3 separate regions of the Gossypium hirsutum genome follow, and regions 1 and 2 are each linked to region 3. A link is a contact called in public Hi-C data. All regions are on one chromosome and are shown on one strand. The core of a region is the stretch at or near the end of the contact, and the rest is flanking DNA. Distances in the headings are between cores, read along the strand shown.

Region 1 (2,700 bases), core at 65-2,564, 34 kb before region 3:
CCATAAACAAGTAGATTATGGCATATTCATGAACTAGATTAAGAAGATAAATATATTGATATAAATAGCAAATGAGGTGTTTAAATCTCCCATCAGTTTGCAAAGAAACCATGAGAGGCGTTTCAATGGCGTGCCCGTAGAACCTTTAAAAGGTTGAAATGAAATTCCATTAAGTATATACATATATAAGTTATATTACTTAGGGTACTTGAGAATAATTTTGTTAAAATTGAATATCAAAATTTGCAATTCCTTAATTTCACTATTAAAAGGAAAGTCTGTACATTTTTATGCAATTTCATAGATACCAGTGATTCATAAACATAGCAATACCAGTAATTAATTTATCATTAACTTCATTAGTACATTTTTTTTAAGTATTTGTGTTGGATATTTTTTCTTAAAAATATATATATCAGACATATATTTGTATCCGATATTTATGTTCAAGCAATTATAATTAATTACACTTTCTTATTTAAATTGAAACGAGTTCGAAAAAACATATCTCTAACCCAAAGCGGGGACAATGAAAGAACAGCAAACAAGCCAGTCATGTGACCGAACACTATCTGCTTTGGTGGTTTAGGACTCAAAACCTTCTTCACCACATGCCTAGCGAACATAGTTGCATCCGTTGCCTTTGAACCTTGCGAAGCCCTGGCCCGCTCAGCAATCGCCTCCTTGAATTCCTTATAAAGTTTCCAATCATGGTTTCCCAGCCTCTCGAGGCTAGAGTTTCCGAAATTCGACCTCACAGAACCAGGCATCACAAGCACCGTATCGATGCCAAAGGGCCTTAATTCAACTCGCAAAGTGTTGGTCATGGCATGGACTGTAGCCTTGCTAGAACAATATGACCCTGCCCATGGTGTCGGCACCTTCCCAACGATGCTCCCTACATTAACTATAACTCCCCGACGCCTCGACGCCATGTGAGGCACAACTTGTTGCACCATTCTTAGCTGCCCCAATGCATTGATTTCCCAAGCTTTCCTGATTGCATCTAACGGAAGCTCGGCTAACGGTCCGGTGCTTCCTATACCAGCATTATTTACAAGCACATCAATGTGACCGTACTTGGATATAATGCCGTTCACAACTGATGATACGCTCTCGTCTGATGAAACATCAAGCTCTTCCATTTCGATTTTATCAGAACCGAAATCTAGCATGTCATCCTTGCGTCGAGGGATATCGGAGGCAATGACCCGGCAATCCTGCTCAGCAAATGCCCGGCAATACTCATATCCGATGCCACCTTTTGCACAACCGGTGACTAGAACAACCTTTGGTTCATGCATTTTAGGTCGTGTTCATATTCTTCTTTGATTATATTAAGAATGTTTCATTTATAAAAGATTGTTGGTGAGGCAGAATGTCGGATACGACAAGGCTTTGCTTTTCTTGTTTATTTCATAAATCTAGATGAAGAATATGCCTTAACGCATATGCTTGCTCAAAGCAAATTGGCCGGCAAAATTAGAGCTTCTTAGCTTGTTAGCTTATATGCATATAGGCCTTTTATCTTTGTTTTTTAACATATATAAGAGTTTATCTTCAACACCTTTTTTCTTTCCACATAACGCAACCATTAAAAAATTATAATGCAATTCAGATCCAAAAATCAAGGATTCTTCTCATCTCATCTCTTGAAATCTTACGGGAAGCCCAACTGAAAACTTAATCAACGGCCTAAATCATAGTGCTGGTTTGCCAAAGCATAAATGGCCCTAAAATAGACCTAGCCTGGCCCATAACTCATAAGCCTTATCTGAAATTGCATTGTTGTTATTATATGCTGTTGGTCCCTGCACTTGTATAGAATTGGAGATTTAATCCTTATCTTTAAAAGTTAAAATTCAATCCTCCTAATTTTTCAATATAAAAATCTTAGTTCAATCATTATCATTGTTCGTACTTTTTGTCAAAACTTGTCAATTTATCATGTTTGATTTTTTTCAATCATACTAGTCTAATCCAAACTTCAAATTGACTAGACTAAAATTTTTAAATAAATAAAAAAATTAATATTTATCTCTTTAAATACATAAATTAAATCTTAAATTTTTTCAAATTACAAAGACTAACTATATATTTTAACTTATTATTTTGTAATTTAATTGACCCTTAATTTTTTTTAAAGGATTTTACAAGCTCAATTACTAGTGCGTAATTTATATGGTGAAACTTAAACTCACACATATATGAGAAAAGCCCAAATATAACATTTGTGCGTGATAAATTAAACATACTTGTTTCTAAGTTCATATGCAAAACCTTATGAAAACAAATTAATATGTTTCAGCCCCTAAACTTTATCACTTGATAGCATAAATTGAACTTTCTTTTGATCAAGGTTTTCATAGATTTTCTTTCTCCTATCATAACATGCTTTACATGAGAAACTGCATATATCAAACTATCCCAGGTAGGATTTCCAACATTATTGAAGGCAATATTTTGCAGCCTGGATTACAAATAAGATGTGTTCGGAACGATAACCCAGAATTTGCAGCATATACCGATATCAGAAGCCGGCTTGCCTAGAACGATCGAAGAATATACAGCATAGGGAACACTTCATGCAACAGGGGTTTTGCAGCAAACATCAAAGATATCATCTAGGGGAGCATGATCTCCGGTCCCTTTGTCTTTTCGTGCGTACAACAATTGTTTACCTTTGAATACGAACATCCC
Region 2 (2,700 bases), core at 124-2,623, 46 kb after region 3:
CTTCCTCTTTTGTTACTCCCTTTTTAACCACAACCGGAACTTTCTCCACCATATCCTTCGCTTCTTTCAAACCCAATTCCGTGAACGTCCTCACTTCTTTTATTATCTTTATCTTGGCCGCCGCATCGAATTTCTCCAGCTTTATATCAAACGCCGTCTTTTCCGCCGTTTTCGTTTCGGCTGCGCTGGATCCGGTTCCCGGACCCGAAGCGGCGGCGGAGGATACGCCGGATACGGCAGGTCCGTAGCAGTTGAGGCCGAGTTTAAGACGGAAGAGGATGGAATAGTCGTAGCGTTCGAGCCTTGTAAGATCTAAAAGCTCGTCGGCGATGCGTTCGAGTTTCTGAGTCCGGTTCTCAGCGGTGGCGGTGGCGGTGGCGGTGGCGGTGGCGGTGGAAATGAAGCAGGAAACGGGTGGTTTGGGTGAGGACGAAACGAGGAGTTTGAAGAGGGAGTGAGTGGGGATCTTTGAGATGGTGGAAGCCATTGTTGGAGAAATTAAGAGTGGAGTTTCAGTGTTAGGTTTTATGTTTAGAGGAAATCGGAGGGTTTTAATAGACGAGGGTATTTTCGGAATTTTATACATAGTTTTTTTAAAAAAATTTAGGTACCAACAGTTACCCAACTTTGGGTTAGCTGACAAAACAGTCACTTAGGTTTCATTTCAGTCACTTAACTTTTGAAAAGTTACAAAACAGTCCTTTTTGCCGTTTTTCATCACAGACGTCACGGCAAAGTGACATGGCAGATGATGGTGTCTTTGGTGTCAAAAAATCCTCCAGTTGGCCGGTTACTCTCAATTTAACAACCCTACCACACCATTCTAAGGTTAGAGAAAAAGAAAAAGAAGAAGAAAAGGGAGAAAAGGAAAAATGGAGATGCTTGAAGTGATTCCGGTGTGCTATTGTGGAAACTCAGCCGAATTAAACACGTCTTGGTCCAATGACAACCCAGGTAGGAGGTTTTTTGGGTGTAAGAAATTTGGCAGTAGATTTCGAAAACCATGTCGGTTTTACACCTAATTTGATCCACCATTCATGAATTGTGTTGTTGGGTCTTCTGAAAAAAGTAAGGACATTGAAGGATGCAAGGAGGAAGAAGAGAAAAATATGATTTTTGGTGCTTGTATTTGTAACTGTGTTGTTTTTTTTTTAAATCTTAAATTAGTTTATGTTGTTGTTGTTAGCATTGAAAACCAGCTTATGTTTTATAATATTGTTGTTGGTATATTGTTGCTTATGTTGTTATATATGGCTACTGGTATATTGTTGCTTATGTTGTTATACATGGCTACTGGTATACATGGCTAACCAGCTCATGTTGTTGTTTACAAACTTGAAAGACTTGAAATGGAATATAATATGTGGTTGTTGCTTACAAATTGTTTTGTAATATTGTTGTTGCTTACAACAGTTAGAAAGTTATTTTGTAATATTTGATTTCATTTCAAAGTTGATAGACTTGAAAGAATGTTTAATCTTCATTTCATTTGTATTTCTCAATACTCATATATCAGAAAAGATAAAAGATAAAAGAAACATTTGTATTTCTCAATTCTCACACATTTGTTTTTTCAATACTCATATGTTAGAAGAGATAACACAAATTGCATGGATCAATGCTCATATATTAAGGCGAAAACGTCAAACTGTTTACAAAAGGAATGAGGGGCATAATATTGCCAAATTTTCCTACAATTCAACAAAATTGAACAGAAGTGAATTGTAGGCAAATTTACAAAAAAAAATTAGTGACTATATGCCTAAGTTTATCAACAGTAGCAATCATAAGCAAATTTACAAAAATTAATCTGCCTAAGTTAATAAATCAGTAGTAGACAAATTTACACAATTTTAAAAAGTTAACAAAATAAGGTTTGTTCACAATATCATCATTGGTCTGTCATGGATGACTCTTGAGTAGGAGGCATCCATTTAACAATGGTTGGTTTTCTCTTGAATGAGAGCTTTTCTCTTGGGGCAGCATCTTTTTGGTGAGTTGGGGCAGCTTGTTGATGAGTTGGGGCAGTTTGTAATTGAGTTGGGGTAGCCTGTTGAGTTAGGGTACTCTCTTGCTGATTTGGGGTAGCCTGTTGCTAATTTGGGGCACCACTTGGTTGTGAACACCAACTTTATGTCTTTTGACCTACAGGAACAAGTGAAATCTGTCAAACAAATTCATAAACAGAATGTTTTGACTTACTAGAATGTTTTGGCCAACTTCCCCTTTGCAACTCCTCTTATTGTGGCCTATTCTTTTGCATTTATTGCACCTCATGTCCACCCCTCTCTTGCTCAACCATTCTGTTGTTTGTGGCTCATTAGGTTCTTTCCCTCTCACCCTAGTAGGTCTGCCAGTTGGCCTTCTTAGTGTAGGAGGCAGTATTGGCAGCATGTTTGACAAAGAGACCCATTGTTTAGGACCCATTACTGGCCTTATAAAGTTTGATTAAATTTGAAGTTGGGTTTGTTTGGTGTACTAGGTTTGTACATAGGTCTCTGGGAACTCATCTTTTAGATGAATGACAGTTAGTGCATGCATGTAAGGGACGCCAGTGAGATCCCAATTCCTGTAGGAGCAGGAATTCTCAACTAAGTCCACCACATGCTGGCTGCATGGACCACATTCAACTTGATACCTGTCCCTACTATCATGTGATGGAACACATCTAAAAAATAGTCATCATGCTTGGTTAAAAAA
Region 3 (2,700 bases), core at 12-2,511:
ATTCATATTATAGGGGACCATGCTGCTTATAAGGTCCCCTGTTCAAAATTTTTTTTCTCATTGAAGGGACATAACACTGCTTAGCGGTGTGCACAACAGGCAGGGGAAGGCTGCGGTTCGGCGTAGCAACAGTGCAGGGGTGGGGCGGATGGGACTGGTCAGCACCAGTGCTGCCTATCTGACAAGCACGACTGGTGCCGCCAGTCTAGGTGGCGCCACACTCACGGGTATTTTCAACCCGTATTTTGACCCATTGACCTTATTTTGACTCGTATAAATATATATATTTTTAAAAATTATTTCTTTATAAAAATAAAAAAAAAATTATTATAAAAAAGGTGGTGAAGCCTATGAGAAAGGCTCTACCCAAAAAACATACCATTTTCGTAATAATTCCACTGACACCATTTCAAAAATTAATATTTTTATATTATTTATGTAAATTAAACTCAAACTTCAATAATAATAATAATAATAATAGATAACTTGCAAAATACATAATGATGAATGAGCGGGATAGATCCATTTTTGTTGACACCCATGTTTTCCAGCCGGTTAGATTGGTAGCATATGTGAGATTGAACTCCTTGACTCCAGGCAGGAGGCACATTTGCCTTGCACATGGGACCATCTCTTTCCATATTCCATACTTGCATTGGATTTCGATTATATTGAATTAAAATAGAGGAAAGCTCTTCCAATATTTATTAAGATTTTTCTAATAACTATATATTTTTTTATATGTATACACAAATTTTGATGTGAAAGTTGATTTAAAAATTTAGAATTAAATTTATTGATAACTTTGAAAGGAAGTTATAATTTTTGAAACTTCTTGAATGTAAAGATAAATATTCTTTAATTTTTCTCTTTAATTTGGTTTCGATTAAAGAGCTCTTAAACTTACCAATATATAGAATGACTTGGGGTGGTTTTTTTATAATATTAATTACATGAATAAAAGAGATAAAATAATTATTTGATATTATCACTGCCCCATTTAATTGTTCTATAATGATTTAAACTTTTTTATTTATAATTTAGCTCTTATTAATTTAATTAATTACAAATAAAATTATCATTTAAATTAATTAAAAAAATATTATAATATCGTCATTTTTATCATTATAACTTTGACTTTGATCCACAATAAGTTATGCTTGACACGTATCTATTTTATTTATTTCAACAATGGGATGGGAGGGGCCCAACTCTGAAACACACATTGTGATGGTTGGGTTCCAATAATTGGGGGGGACTGAAAGATGAAGCCTTAAAATATGACTCAATAGGCAGAAGGCAATAGTTTGTTTCTTTATATGCCTGTGTAAATAATCAATTTTGACTGAAAATTTGTCCACCCACCCTGTTTGGTATACAGGAAAATGTGAAGCTGGAAAAATGAAAAACACTGTTTCAGTTGTTGTTGTTGACACCGAAAAATATTATCTGGGAATTAATAACAAGTGGTGAAATAAAGGATTAATTGGGAATGTTTGGTTTTTGCCTGCACACTCTAATCGCGGTTCAGAAAACTACTGATGAAACTAAAATTTCCCCCAAAGATTTTAGGACCAAAAGAGGCCGTCTGACTGCTGATATAAATTGAGGGCCAGTTTTTTATTACTTCTGAGAAGTGTTTTTGAGAAATTTAAGTGTTTGACATTGTTGTCAAAAAGTATTTTTGAAGAATAAAATGTCTATTTTAGACATGAGATTATAAAGTAACAAATATATATTTAAATAATGTTCAAATTACTTAATATTATGATATTTTAGCAAAAATATAAAAAAATAATTTATTATAACTTATTGTTAATATTTTAATATATAATATTAATTTTAAAAATTTCTAAGTAATTAATATTAATTATTTATAAAAATTAATTAGAATATATAAACTATATTTAAATATTTAAATATAAAAATTAAATATTTGTAATTAAATATTGAGACGATTATATTATTATAAAAAAGTATTTTTTATTTTTAATTAATGCTTTTAACACATTTTATTATTTTATTTTAAAATGTATTTGAATATATAACTCATATATTTACTAACATAACATAGAAAACATAAACCTAACGAATTAAAATATTACATATATTTGGATAAAAGTTTTAAAAAGGAATAATATTTATATAATATAAATACTAAAAATCAAGAAATCTATCATAGAATATAGCCAATACAATGTTCCAATTTCCAATGATAGGCTGATTCAAATTCAAAGACATTAAATATAGAAATAAGCTAATTTTAATAGTAAAAATATATATTGGAAAGGTCCTTAAAAGATATTATCCCAAATCCATGTCCAAATACACCTCAACATAGTTCAACCAGACATGGAGTAGTAAAAGTAACAATAGTAAGGAAAACTGCAATTGAACCAGCTTTAACCATAAAGACCATCTGCATTACTATGAAACTGTGGCTTTTGGATATCAGTAGTTGAAGAATCTTTCTGCGTGGTTTGCGAGCATCAGAATTGGAACTTAAGTTACTATTGTTTCCAGTCTTTGAATTGGAGGATTCCCCTGCCTTAAAGGAAGAACTACTGCTTTTTGAAGTGTTGCTAGATGTGGACATTTCCCTTCTTCGTATTGATGAATTTCGGCTAGATGAAGATCCAAACCTTGATTTTGCATGTACTGAGTTTGAAAAAGAATTACTTGATGGCCTCGAAGGCGGCA

Evidence for each region. A called contact is a pair of places that touch in the nucleus more often than the background predicts.
Region 1: a Hi-C map of leaf shows a contact between it and region 3, with 2.5 times the contacts expected there. The contact joins the promoter of LOC107916015 here to the enhancer-like site in region 3. A contact is called at or near these places in 3 of 34 Hi-C or Micro-C datasets (all in leaf).
Region 2: a contact with region 3 is called in a Hi-C map of leaf, with 1.9 times the contacts expected there. The contact joins the promoter of LOC121222421 here to the enhancer-like site in region 3. A contact is called at or near these places in 3 of 34 Hi-C or Micro-C datasets (leaf and seedling).

Annotation. Positions count from the first base shown.
Region 1 is chrD10:13,671,168-13,673,867 of Gossypium_hirsutum_v2.1, reverse strand. LOC107916015 (short-chain dehydrogenase ptmH) reads right to left here and starts at 1,314. Exons shown (of 1, transcript XM_016845183.2): 1 at 390-1,314. The coding sequence starts at 1,304. The coding sequence ends at 465. LOC107914349 (thioredoxin-like protein AAED1, chloroplastic) reads right to left here. Exons shown (of 7, transcript XM_016843244.2): 7 at 2,335-2,700. The coding sequence ends at 2,584.
Region 2 is chrD10:13,591,398-13,594,097 of Gossypium_hirsutum_v2.1, reverse strand. LOC121222421 (50S ribosomal protein L7/L12) reads right to left here and starts at 1,373. Exons shown (of 1, transcript XM_041103153.1): 1 at 1-1,373. The coding sequence starts at 586.
Region 3 is chrD10:13,637,057-13,639,756 of Gossypium_hirsutum_v2.1, reverse strand. It overlaps LOC107914387 (a long non-coding RNA gene), which reads right to left. Exons shown (of 4, transcript XR_001688808.2): 4 at 2,156-2,700. Among protein-coding and RNA genes, the nearest start is that of LOC107914387, 2.9 kb to the right of the region's middle. Within about 2 kb of position 1,261, at least 4 of the 9 cell types and tissues checked have an H3K27ac peak or open chromatin away from gene starts, as enhancers often do. A contact at or near this core is called in leaf, where this site is marked.